2 separate regions of the Mus musculus genome follow, and region 2 is linked to region 1. Evidence: chromatin contacts called from public ChIA-PET data. All regions are on one chromosome and are shown on one strand. Each heading gives the region's core, a stretch centred on a gene start, on an enhancer-like site or on the middle of the called end of the contact. The rest is flanking DNA. Distances are from core to core; before and after follow the strand shown.

What was found. ChIA-PET counts read pairs in DNA pulled down with a chosen protein or histone mark.
Region 2: a contact with region 1 is called in an RNA polymerase II ChIA-PET map of memory CD8 T cells, with 46 read pairs. The contact joins two enhancer-like sites. A contact is called at or near these places in 2 of 484 Hi-C or Micro-C datasets (CD4 T cells and Th1 cells) and 1 of 115 datasets of contacts at active chromatin or transcription factors (memory CD8 T cells).

What each region holds. Positions count from the first base shown.
Region 1 is chr10:67,187,784-67,190,938 of GRCm38.p6, reverse strand. Jmjd1c (jumonji domain containing 1C) reads right to left here. Exons shown (of 26, transcript NM_207221.3): 3 at 1,090-1,203. Among named protein-coding and RNA genes, the nearest start is that of Jmjd1c, 62 kb to the right of the region's middle. Within about 2 kb of position 1,713, at least 62 of the 459 cell types and tissues checked have an H3K27ac peak or open chromatin away from gene starts, as enhancers often do. A contact at or near this core is called in Th1 cells and memory CD8 T cells, where this site is marked.
Region 2 is chr10:67,642,275-67,645,429 of GRCm38.p6, reverse strand. No RefSeq gene overlaps it. Among named protein-coding and RNA genes, the nearest start is that of Gm32515, 21 kb to the left of the region's middle. Within about 2 kb of position 1,604, at least 88 of the 459 cell types and tissues checked have an H3K27ac peak or open chromatin away from gene starts, as enhancers often do. A contact at or near this core is called in Th1 cells and memory CD8 T cells, where this site is marked.

The DNA of each region.
Region 1 (3,155 bases), core at 464-2,963:
CCAGTTATAATACTACTTAAAACATTTAACTAGAAAAGAATCTGCAAGCTGGACGTGATGGCGCACACCTTTAATTCCAGCACTTGGGAGGCAGAGGCAGGCGGATTTGAGTTTGAGGCCAGCCTGGTCTACAGAGTGACTTCCAGGGCAGCCAGGGCTATACAGAGAAACCCTGTCTTTGGGGGGAAAAAAAAAGTGTCTGCATCAAATGTTTGTATATATTTAAAATACTGAAGTTAAAGTCCATTATTAAAACAATGTAAACATTTTTAAATTTAAAGATTGCAATAAGCTAGAAGATTAAGAAAAATAGGTTATTATTATCTTTTACTTTGCTAAAAGACAAGGAACTTAATTTTACTTATCACAGCATCTGCATGTCTCTGTCTATATATTACACATGCCAGGAACCAGCCAGAGCCAGAAGAGGGCATCAGCTCCCCTAGAGCTGGCCTATAGGTAGTTGTGACCTGCCTGCCTCCTGTTGGTGCTTGGAACTCCTCCAGGCCTCTGCAAAAGCCCCAAGAGCACTTAGCTGCTGACACATGTCTCCAGAGCCAGTACCTCCTGCCCCCACAAACACACTTTTCTGCTTTCTGAGACAGTTTTCTTATGTTGGCAAGGCTGGCCCTGAATGAGATCCTCCTACTTCAGCCTCCTACGTCCCAGGATCATAGATATGAATCACCACAAATTGTTTAATAGTTGTGATGAGTTTCTTTACATAATTTAAATCTATTTGTCTACTGGAAAACCTATTTCCCCTCAAGATGCATTTACTTACTCTAATAAATTAGTTAACCTCATAAACAAATAAGTATATGGCAAAACAAAACCAAACCCTCAAATACATTTATAGATAGGTGCAGCCCTGAGCCAAAGATGAACAGAAGTAACCCTGGTGTCTAGACAATTCTCCTCTAACAGGAAGCTGTGTTCACTCCTGTAATCCTAGCTATAGCCAAAGTGTTCCTGTCTCACAACAAAGTCCCAGCACAAATTTATTGCTAAGTAATGCTATAATCAAAATATACTGAATGCCCTGAATATGAATGAAGTTTAATGAACAATTGGTGTGCAGTTCCTTACCTGGTATGGCTGAAAGGCACTATCTTCTGTTAAAAAATCCAGTTGCTTATCTATAAGGAATTCTACTGCAGTGATAGAACTAGGTATACTATTTTCAACCAATGGTTTGAAGGTCTGTCAAAAAAGAGAAAAGTTCTAATGGTTATTTTCTGGTTGTATCCTCAAAGTGTTATACAAAGGGTACATGGCAATATAATGGTTCAATAAGGTCGTCATAATGGTATAACCTAACGTTTTTATTAAAACCATAGAATACTTTTTATTCATTAAAAAATAATTAAACACAACCATAATTAATAAGCTGGAAATTATACTGTATCATGCTATAGACTATTTCTGAAAGACTACCAAGCACACGTGTATGTTTCTGCTTAACCCTGAAAACATGAAAAGAAGTCAACCACATTCACCCCTGTTTACTCCTAACTAGAGATGTTAGTCTAATTTTCATACTGAGATTTTAACTGAGCAGAAAGCATCTGACCTTACCCCACCCCTGCCTTGCTCCCAGAACAACTACAGATGCAGTTACTTCAATGAGAGCAGAGGGCAGCAGGAGAGACCAGTGAGGAAGAGCAGTCCCCACCAGCCCTGTCCTGTCTCTAGCTAGCACTGTCACAAAGCAAGTCTGAGATCACACAGCAGGCAGTGAGGTGGGAAAGTTAGAGGAAGGAAACAAGGGCACAGTGTTTGTTTTCTTAAATGACTATCACCACACTCTCATTCTTAGCAGAGTCAGAGTCAGTCAAAATTAAATGTATTCATGTATCTACTACTGTTTGTTCTAAAAGCTTTAAAATGAAAAGAAAATTCTACCATCTTAAAAAGTGTGGCTTTCCTAAGAAAGAATCAAAATCTGAAAAATGCAATTAAACAACTAGGCTTCTAAACTGCATATATGTGTACCAAAAGAACATTTCCTCATGACAAGGCAACTTGGGTACCATCTGGACACAAAACAACACTGTTGACCAAGACAGTACGTATCTCCCAGATTCCAAAGCTGTTGGTGCTCCTGTCCACCCTGTCTTGTAGCTATTATGTCTTAAAGAAATACAAAATACTCTGGTTATTACACAAAAAAAGTTTCAGTTTGAAGGGGTTCTCAAAGAGCTAATTTTCTACACTTAAGAAATTCTTACCAGGAGTTAAGTGGATTCATTAGGATGTATATTTTAAACATATCTCATTTCTATTCAATTAATATTCCTGAGCAAATAACATTTTCCTTATTTGAAAAAAAATTGAAAAATTACAGTATGTATCTCTAGAACCATCCCCAAAACAAACAAAATCTGTCTCTTCCATTTATTTTTAACATTTATGATAATTGAACCTAGTTAGAATAACTTTCTACTGTGTCCCAGCCTAACCTTTTAAGTACTAGATGTTCAAAATACTTTGTGTGAGAAATTAACTTTCAAAATAGAAAATTCCCACACTAACTGTACATCTATCATTGCCTGCTACCAATATTTTCTATTTCTTGGGCCTAGATTCCTAATATTTCATATAATTCTATCATTTTTTATAAGAGAATGTACTCGCTTAAGAGTTCATGTTATCTGATTATATGAAATATGTTAACATGATAGCTATCAAGTTAGCGTATTTCTACAATGAAAAATTTTCATATTATACTTCTACTTGTTTAGCATTGGTAAATGAGAGAACACTGGCTCCTTCTCAAAAGGACTTTCAATCTTTGGACATTTTCTGTTTCTTGTCCAAACACTTCAGGCCAAAGCATCAAGGATAACCCCCCCCCCCCCAAAAAAAAAGACTGGCTAAAGATAAAATTCAATTTAGCAGGACTGGACACTAGCAACATTAGCCCTAAGTACCTTTTTCTTATGCAAATAATACAGGTGTTTTGCATCTCCTAAGCCCCAGTCATTTTATAATATCAAAAACATTCCTGCGAAGATCTTCTCCAGAGCCCTTTTTGCAAGGTGGGCCGGCTTCAGGGGTAAAATTCACCAACTTAACATAATTTAAATTACTCCAGTTAACTTAGAAAGAGGATTAATTTCTAGATAACACAATTCCTCAAAATTGAAGGTATT
Region 2 (3,155 bases), core at 355-2,854, 450 kb before region 1:
ATCCAAATATTTTTGTGCAGCAGGCTAGATGGGCCCAGTAGGAAAAGCTAGCCAAGCTGTATGGTACATGCCTCTAATCCCAGCATCTGGCAAGCAGAGGCCGACAGATCTCTGAGTTCGAAGCCAACCCAGTCTACAGAGCAAGTTCCAGGACAGCCAAGGCTACGTAGAGAAAGTCTGATTCTTAAAAGAAAAAAAGAAAAGAAAAGGAAAAGGCTATGCACTGACCACCGTGGGCTTCTCACCAGTGTGGGTCTGGATGAATCAGTTGAAAATGAGCTCCCATGGGACCTCTCAAAGGTACAGACTTGTCAAATGAAGCACTATGATAGGAAAAAAGTGAGGACAAGCCATGTCGTCCTCAGTTAACCAACAGGGGCACAGATTCCACTCTTGAGTCAGCCTGGGAGCCACCAGCACTTGCTGTCCTGTGAACACTGGCACACCAGTATGTGGTACCCTGGGCTTCCTGCATGCCAGTAGGGAGAGAAGGATAACCCACCTTTTTGCCCTTTCTCTATTTTTTGTTTGTTGGTTTGTTGTTTGTTTTGTTTTGTTGTTTTTTTTAATGTGGGCAGTAGCATTGTCTTAAGGCTCTAGCTATTCGACTGGGTGCCTCTATTGTTTGGAATGTGACCCACAGGGTTAGGGAAGGGCTTCTGCCATGTCCCAAGTTAAGGTGGCAGCCACAGAAATGCAGAAACAAAGCAAATAGTTCTGGGGTTCTCTGATGATGTCCTGACCCCAGCTATCTCTTTTCTCTCTGTGTAAAGAACCCTGGTTACTTGTAGCTACCACTCCTCTTCACAGTCAAACGCTTTGTTAAACTCAGAAATGATAACTCTTTTTCCTTAGCTGGTGGGAGAGGCTGATGCAGAGTCTCATGTTCTGACTTATCTGTGATGGTTGGTTAGTGGCCTGTGGGGGTGGGGAGGGAAAAAGCTTTGGAAAGGTTCCTGTGTAAACAAACAAAGTAACAAGATATACCCAAGAGAAAGCAAGTATCTTTTTCTTCTACTGCAAACAATCCAGGAAGGAAGTGACACCCTGAACTGTCACAGGCTTTTGCTTGCCAGACACTTCCCCCAAGGAGGAGGGGGAGGGGGAGGGGAGAGGGAGGGGAGGGGAGGGGAGGGGGAGGGGAGAGGGAGAGGAGGGGAGGGGGAGGGGGAGGGGAGGGAGAGGGGAGGGGAGGGGAGGGGGAGGGGAGGGAGAGGGGAGGGGAGGGGAGGGGCAGGGGAGGGGAGGGGAGGGGGGAGGGGAGGAAGAGGGGAGGGGGGAGGGGAGGAAGAGGGGAGGGGAAGAGGAGGACAGATACAATGATGGAAAAGATTCTGAAGTCATCAGCATGCTGGCAACCTGGAGCTGTCCCATTAGGGTATTTGTTCGACTGTGCAGGATAATGTATTCCTCTCATTTGTCAGCAAGAGTTTGGTAGAGAAAATACTAGCAGAGTGTCCTGTGGAGGAGGCTGCAACCAGTACTCCATCTGTCGAGTGTGTGGAGAGCCCTTAGCTGTGTCTTCTTCGCCCTTGCCCTGAGCAAGGAGCCTCGAAGTGAAAGCAGCAGTTTCTGGTGACCTAGTTCATGTCTCCGAGAAGTTGCAGAAGTGTCCTCCCAGCAAAACAAGGCAGCTGAACCACGGCAACCAACCGTACAAGCTAAGTTCAGAGATTTGAGCTAAAACTGCTGCCTCATCTGCAAATCATCAAACCCACAAGAAAGGATACAGTTTAGCATTGTTCTGTGAATTTCCTAGCCTTGTTCATTGATCGAATCACAACCAAATGCTCGGTAGCCTCTTGCACATCAGATGCTTTAAGGAGAGCAGCAGAGATACCCCCGTCCACTATGAAGGCCTCCTTACATGACACTTGTGCCTTATAGATGCTGGGGAAGGGGAGTGGTTTGTAATGGGGGTCCCAGCAGCTGTTTCTGAAATCTTAAAATTTTTCACTTAGAGATAATTAGAAGATTCTTAATTAGCAACTCTTCCATCCAGTGGTTTAGACAATGGGGGTTTCCATGTCCACTGCAACACCTTTCTCTTTATCTCACCTTAAGAAAACAATCGATTAAAAATGTTATTGATGAGGATCTTCCACTCACTGGCCTGCTAACCTCAAGACAAGGCGACATCAGCAAAGGTGACACTGCATGGAGTCTCATTTCTCTTAACACCAACTTCCTTTGGGACTAGAGCAATTCCTGGCCTTTGAGATTTGTTTCCTTCTATATGATCTATTTTTCTTAACTATGTGTATGTGGAGGTAGGGATATGCAGGTTCCCTGAGAAGATGCCAGGTGCCCTTGAATCAAGAGTTCCAGATGGTTGAGCCTCTCTGCATATCTGCTGGGCACGGAACTTGGGTCCTCTTAAAGAAAGAGAAGATCTCTCGTCTGCCTAGTCCTTTCTCCATCCCCTTCTCCTGAATCAAATAAAGTTGAGTTAGACCATCATTTCTCAACCTCAGCATTTCCAATATTTTGGACCAGAAAACTCTGTTTGCAGCATCCCTGGCCTCTAGCCAGTAACATTCCTTCATTTTGTTGTGACCAAACATGTTTCCATACTTTGCCAAAAAATCCTACCCAGGGGAGGGGGGGCGGGGGGTAAATCACTCCATCTGAGAACCATTGAATAGGTCAGGACTTATGAATGTCAAGACACATCCAGCAGTTACGTACATGAGAGATGTAAACCATTTAAGGAAGTAAGCAAATTTAAGAATTAAGTATCATCTCCCGTGAACTTTGGCCATACCTCATGTGATTACATATATGTTCATATGTATGCAGGCACTAGCAATGGGAAAACCTCAGCTGTTGGTTCTCAGATACTAGAAGACAGTCTCTCATTGGCCTCGAACTTGCCAAGTTAGATACTCTGGGTTGTCAGTGAACCCCAGGGATCTGCCTGCCACTGCCTCCTCGAGTGCTGGGATTCCAAGTGCATACAACTAGCTTCCCTATGTGGATCCTGGAAATGCAGTGCACTTTCCTAGCTGAGCCATCTCTCCAGCCCTCTCTCTATGCCTTACACTTGTTCAGGAGAAAGCAGTGATTCCATGGTTATGTAAAACCCCTTGGCTCACATAAAAATAAAATAAAATAAATAAAAAGCTGACAAATCACTTCTTGCTGCAGCCAGAGAA